Linked DNA regions of Rattus norvegicus: region 2 is linked to region 1. A link is a contact called in public Hi-C data. All regions are on one chromosome and are shown on one strand. The core of a region is the stretch at or near the end of the contact, and the rest is flanking DNA. Distances in the headings are between cores, read along the strand shown.

Region 1 (4,701 bases), core at 1,108-3,607:
GAGAGCATATTTTCCTAGTCTGACAAATGTATCTTTTTTCTTTTGGGTAAGAATTGTGAGAGATGATGCACACAATAGCAACAACAAACTAAAATCCAAGGTGAAACATTTTGCGACGACCAAATGAAATGCTCATGACATATGTTCTCCACCATTTTTCCTCCAAGGTAAAAGTCTAGTTAAACAGACTAAGGCAGTTTAACACGTGTCCTTACAATGTTTTTGTTTTGTTTTGTTTTGTTAGAACTTGACTCAAAATTGTGTCTTAGAACAGCTTAAACTGGCCCAGCACTTGTTTAAACCTTTTAACTGAAAAGGGTGTTCTTCCTCTTAGCACCAAGAAAAACTGGCCTTTAGACATGGTTTTGAAATGAAGGTCTGGAAATGAGCCAGGCAGCAGCAGGGTGATAGTTCTTTCTATCTTCAGCTATTTGTCAGAATTTTGTACTATATGTTTCTAAGCAAAAGGCTACTTATAGGTATGGGAAACAGTACAGACAGAGTCTTAGAGTTACTAAGCAGCCATGCACAGAAGGTTCACTACAGTTGAAAGCTAAGAATTAAACCCAGCATACTCAGGAAATGTATTTGTCAATAGTTCTAATACTCCAACACACAAACGTATCCGGCCCCTATTTAAAGCTTGTCAGTGCTAAAATATTTTTGATACATAATTTAGTTGGTTTGACAAAGGTCTGCATGAAATACTAATAGCAAGTAATTAAATCTGCAAAGACTCTGAAGATCACAGTAATAGCTATATTCATTTTATGGATCAACGGCTTCCTACTGCTGCAGAAAGAAAGCAAAAGCATGAATAGGAAATTGAGATGCTGATGCTCATGACAGTGAATGAATAGTGAGTCGCCTAGCCTGCTACTCAGACAGAAAGCAAGTCGTTCATGACGTGCAGTCTCACTCACAGGCATATATTCCACTGGGTAGACCAGAACATCATGTGTGTTTTGTTCTCCGCACAGAAGGCACAACAGTGACCATGAATGACCTCCAGCCACACACCAAGCCAGCAGGGAGAGAGTTCCTGCAGCTGGGGAAAGCACACATTTCTCGTGCTTTCTGGGAACCCTGTTTGCTTCCAGAAAGAGGAAGCAAGGTTTGTCAACTCAAAGCATATTGGAATAGTTTTCTCCTTCGAAACCTAGTTAACTCATGCTGATCCTGATAGGATTCATAGGCATGATTAGAAATCAGCCCCAGCAAAGAAAGAGTTTTACTTGTCCAAAACTTTCAAAGGGTTTTGAACCACATCTTCAATTATATTCATTTTTTCTTCTTTATTTCCTTTTTTTTTGATACAAGGCTTCTCTGTGTACCCCTGATTGTTCTGGAACTCACTTTATAAACCAGGCTGGCCTTGAACTCAAGAGATCTGCCTGCCTCTCCCTGCCATAATTCCTGGCTCTATATTCGTTTAAAAACCCTTCATCATTATTTTATCCTGTATAGAAGTATTTTGCCTGCATGTGTGCCTGTGTACCAAGCAGGTACCTGTAGCATGCAGAAGCCAGAATAGAGGATCCGATCCTCTAGTACTGAAGTAACAGATGATTGCGAGATGCAATGTGGGTGTTGGGAATCGAACCTGGGTTCTCTGGAAGAACAGCCAAGTGCTCTTAAGTGCTAAACCATCTCCTCCAGCCCACTGGGAATACATTTAGTCCACTTTGGGGGACAGCCCTTCACGCAAAATTCCATTTTGAGTTTTGTCTTTTTAAAAGTAAGGATGCCATGCGATCCAACAGGTCTCTCTACAAACACAAAGGGTGGAAGAGTACCTGGCTCAAAGGCATTCCATAAAGGCCCAGAAGCCTTTGATTTTGCATCATCGAAGCTGGCAGATTCACATAATACAAAAAGGAAAACCACAGCTACCAAGATGGACAGAACACACTCTTAGAATTTCATTCCCTTGAAACCACACCAAGATCACCCAAAGAAGTCATTCGTCTTTTTTTTTCTTTACAACATAAACTCAGGAGGTGAAAGCAGGTGGTAACTGCAAGAGTGCTTTAGAAGCTGAAGGGTAAAGAGTAAGCCTGCTCAGCAGGCCCTGTGGGAAACAAACAACCTCAAGCCAGCGGGGAGGGAAACTGACAATGGGCCTCTGAAAGTGGGAAGAAGAGGATGGCGGAAAGCACGTGGGCTGGAAAGAGAGTCATTATGCACACTTCCCCATTTTATTCTAAGAAGGGACGACCCAGTGCCACCCAAGGCAAGCATCCAGGCCTGGGAGGCAGAAGCAGGCCATGAGCATGCTAATCAAACAATGGGCATGAAGTGATCAGATGCATGTAGAAACAGACAGTATTCTAGTCCTCTTGCCCCCAAGAGGTTACCAGACTGGGCATCAGACCTAAGTGCCCTCAGCTTCTCAAAGGCACGTGACCCAAGGTAAAAGAATTACCTAAAGATACTAACCTTGGAGTTTCTCAGCCAGTGCCCAACTTAAAATCAAAATACCAAAGCCCCACCCACCTATTTAGAGCTTTGGCAGCTATCTGGTTTCCAAGCAACCACGGATTATCTCTGAAAAGCTCCTACCAAAGAAGACAGATCAAAACAAGAGCACAAAAGAACAACTTGAACTGAATAGACACTGCGCAGCTAGAACACAAAGAAATAAACAAACATATACCCATTGCATTCTCGAAGAGATAATAGATGGTGTCTATGAAATAATTTAAACATTTGAAAAACCTAAATAGGTTTGGAATCAAAAACTCTTGAGAAATCAAAAACAACAGAAATACTAACAGCCCCTCCCACATGAGAAGGACACAGTAAAGACCAAGATATTAAAAATGTGAGAAAAGCTGAGGATGGTGCTACACTCCATGCTTGTGATCCTAGCATATAGAAAAATCAAGAGGGTCGGTAGTTTAAGGGAAGTCTGGATGACATAGGACACTTACGATGGAGACTTTCGGCTTCTGGATATTAGTTTCTGAATGAAAAGAGGAAAGTAGAAAGATAACGTTTATTCAAGGAAATTTTCTAATCCATCAGGAGTCAAGGCGCCAGAATGAAGGTATACGCAGTAATTCGTAGAAAGTTGCAGAGTAGAGACAAGCAGACCTGCGCCATAGCCCTTTAGGGTGGGATGTTCGAGACCTCACATGCTCGCACAAAGTAAAAGAAATGAGGCCATCAGGAATCTAAATGCCTTTCCATTCCCCTGTAACTAACAACAATAGAAACAGAAAATAACAGAGCAATATACACATTTTCATTAGAAAGGTTCTAATTTTTGATGCTAGGGATGACCTCGGAGCTCCCACAAAACAAGGACATGTTCCATCACTGAACCTCAGGCCCCAGATTTCTACTTTAGAATTCTCACAATCTCTTGGGAATTAATAGAAGAGTAGATATTTTGAAGTAAGCAAAGAGTCAAAAATATAGTTCCCGTGTATACATTCCCAGGAAGTCACTAGAATGCATTGCAGTAAAATTTTAAAAGGAAAACCACACAGTAAACTAAGCTCTAGTACAGGATAGAAGTTAAGGAAATATACAGAATTATCCCAAATGGACGCCAGTACCAAAAGTAGGGAAGCTGATGCAAATTGTAGCACTGTCCATCAAGACAATCCGAGGCATCTGCCTTAGAAGTGTAAAACAAGGACCAAGTCAACTGTTTGGGTTTTGGGAGCTATGGGCTGAAGTGCTTCCTGCCCTTTTGTGCTGTGCGCAACAGCAACGTCAAGGCTCCTCATTTAATCTATTTTACCCTCTTCCTGAGAGCTGGAGAGGGGTGTCTGTGAGCTCCAGAGCAGAAAATGAGATGATGTCTGCCTGGGGCCATACTTTTGCTGACACCCAATACACAGTGCACGCCTACGTGATGATCAGGTATCTGACTGAGAAGAACTCCATCTTCTGCGGACTCACTCAGTTGCACATAAGCCACAACCTTTGGGGCTTTTATCAGATATAATGCTACTCGTTCCTTAAAAGTTAATGCATAGGTATGTGCTTTGTTATTTTTATACTGCACCTTTGTTGACTTTTTTTTATAGCCCCAGAACATTTCTTTTTTTCTTTTTTCATCTTTATTAACTTGAGTATTTCTTATTTACATTTCGATTGTTATTCCCCTTCCTGGTTTCCGGGCCAACATCCCCCTAAGCCCTCCCCCTCCCCTTCTATATGGGTGTTCCCCTCCCCATCCTCCCCCCATTACTGCCCTCCCCCCAACAATCCCGTTCACTGGGGGTTCAGTCTTGGCAGGACCAAGGGCTTCCCCTTCCACTGGTGCTCTTACTAGGATATTCATTGCTACCTATGAGGTCAGAGTCCAGGGTCAGTCCATGTATAGTCTTTAGGTAGGGGCTTAGTCCCTGGAAGCTCTGGTTGCTTGGCATTGTTGTTCATATGGGGTCTACGAGCCCCTTCAGCTCTTTCAGTCCTTTCTCTGATTCCTTCAACGGGGGTCCCGTTCTCAGTTCAGTGGTTTGCTGTTGGCATTCGCCTCTGTATTTGCTGTATTCTGGGTGTGTCTCTCAGGAGCGATCTACATCCGGCTCCTGTCGGCCTGCACTTCTTTGCTTCATCCATCTTATCTAATTGGGTGACTGTATATGTATGGGCCACATGTTCCCAGAACATTTCACAAATTTAAAAATACTTTGAGTCACAAATTATGCCACAAAAGGTATCGTGATCTGGGCTATTTGTCTC
Region 2 (4,581 bases), core at 821-3,320, 44 kb after region 1:
CATTCCTTCTTTCTCACGCACCATAACCCTTCTTTTTCAGGAACCCAAGATAATCACCTATAGATTTACTCCAGTTAACAAATAGGAAGTATATAACAAAGGGCAAAGCAAAAACAGACTTAAGGAGCTATAGAAAGAGCTAAACCAGTGCCCAGCAATGGCTTCTTCGAAGTTGGACCGTCACACCAAGTAATGCTGCTTTTCCCAGGCAAACATACGACAACAAGATCCTTGAACGTATAGCTAGCCCACTGTTCCATTACTGACATGATTCAACCTGTGCCACTTCTATTCCAGAAAGACTCAGCTTCTATGTTAGGCGTATGTGATGGGCTGTCTCAGTCTTGCTACTCTGTATCATTGCAGAGTCCCTGGTCTGTTCTGTCCACACATTCCATGGTTTTCCAGACCTGAAGAATCATCAATGGCAGTGGCAAGGAAAGCCTAGAAACATTAGGGATTTTTTTTTTAAATCCGTAATAAATCTTAGCTCCTGCCTTGACTACCGCAAACAATCCGGTTTACCATCAATCCGAATACAAGTACTTCATTCAATACTGCGTTCCACTTTTGAAGCAAATCAGGGTTAATATTGGGGTGGGGAGGGCAAAGAAGAAAAAAAATACCAAAGGCAAGCCTGATTCTTTCTTTTTCATTCTTTTCCCTATCCATCTGTCTGTCTGTCTGTCTATCTATCTATCTATCTATCTATCTATCTATCTTTCTATCTATCTTTTTTAAACAGAGACTCAGGTTTCAAAATGACTGGTTTGGAAGCTGGAATGACCCAGATTATGGTATTGCGGAGGGCCAGGGTAGTTGTGACGGTATTCATTCCTTTGCAGGGTGGCTGTGGCTTGAGGTGGGAAGAGGGAACTGGGGTGGGCATCTACGTGAGGAGAAAAAGAACTGGGAATGGTCTTTAGGTACCACCCACCTCTGCAAATGAAACCACTGCAGTGTCAGCCCTGCACTGATTCCATGAATTGCCAAACAGGATGAGGTAAGGCATAAGCCCGGAGCCCCCTCCTCCCCTTTTCCCTCCTCCTGCGCACAGAAGGGCGCATCCCTTGGCGAGGTGCACCACACAGCCCTTCGCCGGCCTGGGCTGAAGGGCTGACGTCACCTTTCTGCATTGAGCTCAAGGACTAGTAGCAGTACCAGTTATGTGGGGAACAGGGGCGCTACCGCAGCCACCAGGTGGTAGGGGTCCTCCTCTTGGGCATTGCAGATTGGGTTCACACAGAAAATCACAATAACCGGTTGGAAACAGTAAAGGGTGGGAAGAAACCTGAGAGGAACCGTGTAAGACCCAGTCGCGAGAAAGCTCAAAGATACCCCGGGCTTATGTAAGACCCTCTCCGTGCGCCTCCACGCGGTGGCGGCGCCTGTCCCGCATTATTGCGCTTGGGAGACTGATCGCCCTTGTCCAGTCAGGCAGAAGATTCCTAGCGACTCTCTCCCACAGCCCTGCAGGGTTGGGACTAAGTCGGGAATCTTAGATCTAACCCCCTCGGTACTGCGCCCGCTCCCAGCCCGCCACAGGTTAGCTCCTTTAGCTCCAACAGGCACCCAAACTGGCTGGTAAGGTAGGGAGAGAAGTCCAAAAGAGAAAACAGACAAATCCACAACTCAACTTTCCCCAGGGGTTGACCCTGTTCTGCGAGTTTAAGAAATCAATGCATTTACAAAAAAAAAAAATTTTTTTTTGGAAGAGTGAAAAATCTGCAACCACCGCCACCGCGCAGCCCACTTCAGCCTTCGTGGGCAAACTCGAGGGTTGGAGCAGCCCAGACCTGCACCCTTCCATCTCACAGCCCCGACCCAGCAGCCTGCCGCTGTCTCCTTGTCCACCGGCTAAGATCGGGTTTGGGGTTTGGGGTTTAGGGTTTGGGGTTTGGGTTTTCCTTCCACCTTTCTTTCTAAGAGCATCACCACACGGTCTGATAGACCGCGGCCCGGCCAGCAGCCAGGCGTGGGCACTCACCCAGAAGACGAAGGAGTAGATGATGAGGAGGGTTTTGAGACAGGTTATCACAGGTTTGGTCTCCATTCTCCTCGATGCCATACTACAGAGCTCCGGCGGCGGCAGTGGCGGCGGGCGGCGGGCGGGCGCGCGGGAGGGGGAGGAGGCGGGGCCGCGAAAGGCGGGGTGGGAGGGGGAGCGCGTGCTGCGCGAGCTTCCCGTGCGCGCGCAGGCTGGGCGGCGCGCTTGCCTTCGCGCGCGCCTTGCGGGGCTAGGGGAGAAGGAGCAGGATGACTGGAGACTGATTGCATGCTGGGAATGCTGCCCAAGTCTGCAATCTGGCGCAGGCACAGATCCCAAGCCTAGGTCAGAGGGAACCCGAGAGCCTAGAGGCTCCGTCGGAGGTCAGGGTAGCCCTTCTCAAACTACCCTAGCTTTAAGATTTTGGCTTTGTTGGAAACAGGGCCTGCACCTAGCTACATAAGGATTGTGTAGCCTGCTTTTGCGATTGGACACTCAGGATTCATGTCCTTGGCAGTAAGCACACCTTGTCGGTGCCAGGAACAGACTGTGACAAGCAGACACCTGGAAGAATCGTAAGGTACCCCGGAGCTCAGAGACCCCTAAATCCTTGCTACTTTACAATTCTCCACAGGCTCCCTTTGAACTTCAGACATAGTTTTAGATTTCCTAACCTTTGGAAATGACAAAAACGAGATGCAGCAACATTCTTCCTACATATTAGATGCTTGACAGATAACGACAATAACAAAAATTCTTTAAACTACCAGAGAATCATTTGCCTCATTTAGAGAACACCGACAATCTTACTCCTCTGGGGTCTCTCAGCAGCAAGGAAGCAAAATGGAAAACAACCTGATATTTGCTCCAAAAGGGAATGTAAAGTTACCATAAGAATTCTACTCTTAGATATCTATGGGAGAGAAATGAAGACACGGGTCCAAATGAAAACTTGTGCATGAATGTATAGAACAACAATTCATACTAGTAACGAGTGGATTCAACTGACAAACCGATGGTACACTCGTCATCCAATGGGAGACCTTATCTGTAAAAAGGAACGAAGTGCTGATACATGCTTCCAAGTGACAAACTTTCCAAGTATGCATAGTGAAAGAAGCCAGATACAGAAAAGTCACGTACCGAATTATCCATATCTAAAATAAACAAACCCATAGAGAGGGAAAAATGGGTGAGCTGTGGGGGTGGGGTGGGAATAAGAGGACAGTTGATGGTTTGGGTGATTGCTTTGATTTTGAGAGTGAGGAAAGTGTTGTAAAATTACATAGTAGTGATGGTTGCATGACTTTGTGAGAATAATAAAAACCAATGGCTAGCACAGTTTTCAAGAACGACCTTTAGACGTGTGAACTATAACAGAATAGAAAATAATGTACACTATACCTAGATGTCCTGTGGCTAGTTCAAAGTCATACACAAAGTATAGATTCTACAGAGATTTCATCTGATTCCCCGAAGAAAGTCCAGTAGGAAGCAAGGCCATTCCAGGCTAACTCCACGTGGACACTGTTAGGAATGCATTCTGTGAAAGAGTAAAATAATAGAGTCAATAAAAGCTTGGCAAAGCCTGCCAAGATCAGCCTTGACTAGTATAATTATTACCTGCAATGAACTGCATGGTGGCAGGCCAGGAAGGTCATTGTACAAACAAGAAACAAATATGGGAAAGAAGAATTGCCTGCTGAAGAAAATGGCCAATCACAGGAAACAGTGTACATGAAAGAAAAGGACTTTACAGTGATCATTAATGACTGGCACCTAAAAGAAACAGTGACTGCCTGGTGCAAGCATAGCTAGTCTGAATTATTCTATATGGACTGAAGGCTCAGAGTCTTTAAAGGTCGCCTGGTGGTTCTGATACTAACCAGCATTTACCGTTGAACCTTGATTGTGGCAGACGACTCTCTGGAGGAACAGAGAAACGCCTCTAAAGATGTCAGGCTCAATGGCTGAAAAATACTGGTGCCATGTATAAATGACTCTGTGAGGTCAAAACTCCTAACATTGTCTCAAGGAGAATGTGATGATGAGTTTTCATAGAGTATATATGGTTAACAAAAACATCATTTTGAACTAACTCATCATTTCTGTTTGCAGCTTTATTTTGGACTAATTTCTTGAAAGCTTAGATTATTCTACCCCAAATAACCTATCTACATGTAGCAATAAATATATGCATACCTTATGTAACGTAACTAATAAGTAAATTAAAATATTTCATAACCAGCTTTGCCAAGGAATTGTGATCTGTGAGTTGGGGTTAAAAAACCATCATTGTATCTTTACAAAGACTGAGAAATTTCTTTGCATCCACAAGTTGCATTGCTAAATCCAGAAAGGTCTTGCCCAAAGGAGGACAGGTAGGTCTTGATGAACCAGATAAGAACTACTGCAAAAGAACAAAAGGCAAACACCCTCCGAGCCCTTAACTCCTCTCAGATTCTTTTCTGCCTTTTTTCTTCTTTATCAACAGCTTTGTTTTCTCAAAGGCCAGAAGGCCAGAATGTTTACAGACTAGGAGCCCATTAAGACTGTACCAAGCTAAAATGAGTGTGGTCTGAGACAGCAACACA

The links. Hi-C and Micro-C count contacts between places; a contact is called where the count stands out from the background.
Region 2: a Hi-C map of kidney shows a contact between it and region 1, with 1.8 times the contacts expected there. The contact joins the promoter of Tspan7 here to the enhancer-like site in region 1. A contact is called at or near these places in 3 of 12 Hi-C or Micro-C datasets (kidney and liver) and 1 of 1 datasets of contacts at active chromatin or transcription factors (oligodendrocytes).

What each region holds. Positions count from the first base shown.
Region 1 is chrX:14,932,529-14,937,229 of GRCr8, forward strand. All of the region lies in intron 1 of Tspan7 (tetraspanin 7), which reads right to left. It also overlaps the pseudogene LOC103690795. Among named protein-coding and RNA genes, the nearest start is that of Tspan7, 44 kb to the right of the region's middle. Within about 2 kb of position 2,358, at least 13 of the 93 cell types and tissues checked have an H3K27ac peak or open chromatin away from gene starts, as enhancers often do.
Region 2 is chrX:14,976,557-14,981,137 of GRCr8, forward strand. Tspan7 (tetraspanin 7) reads right to left here and starts at 2,071. Exons shown (of 8, transcript NM_001398737.1): 1 at 1,988-2,071. The coding sequence starts at 2,068.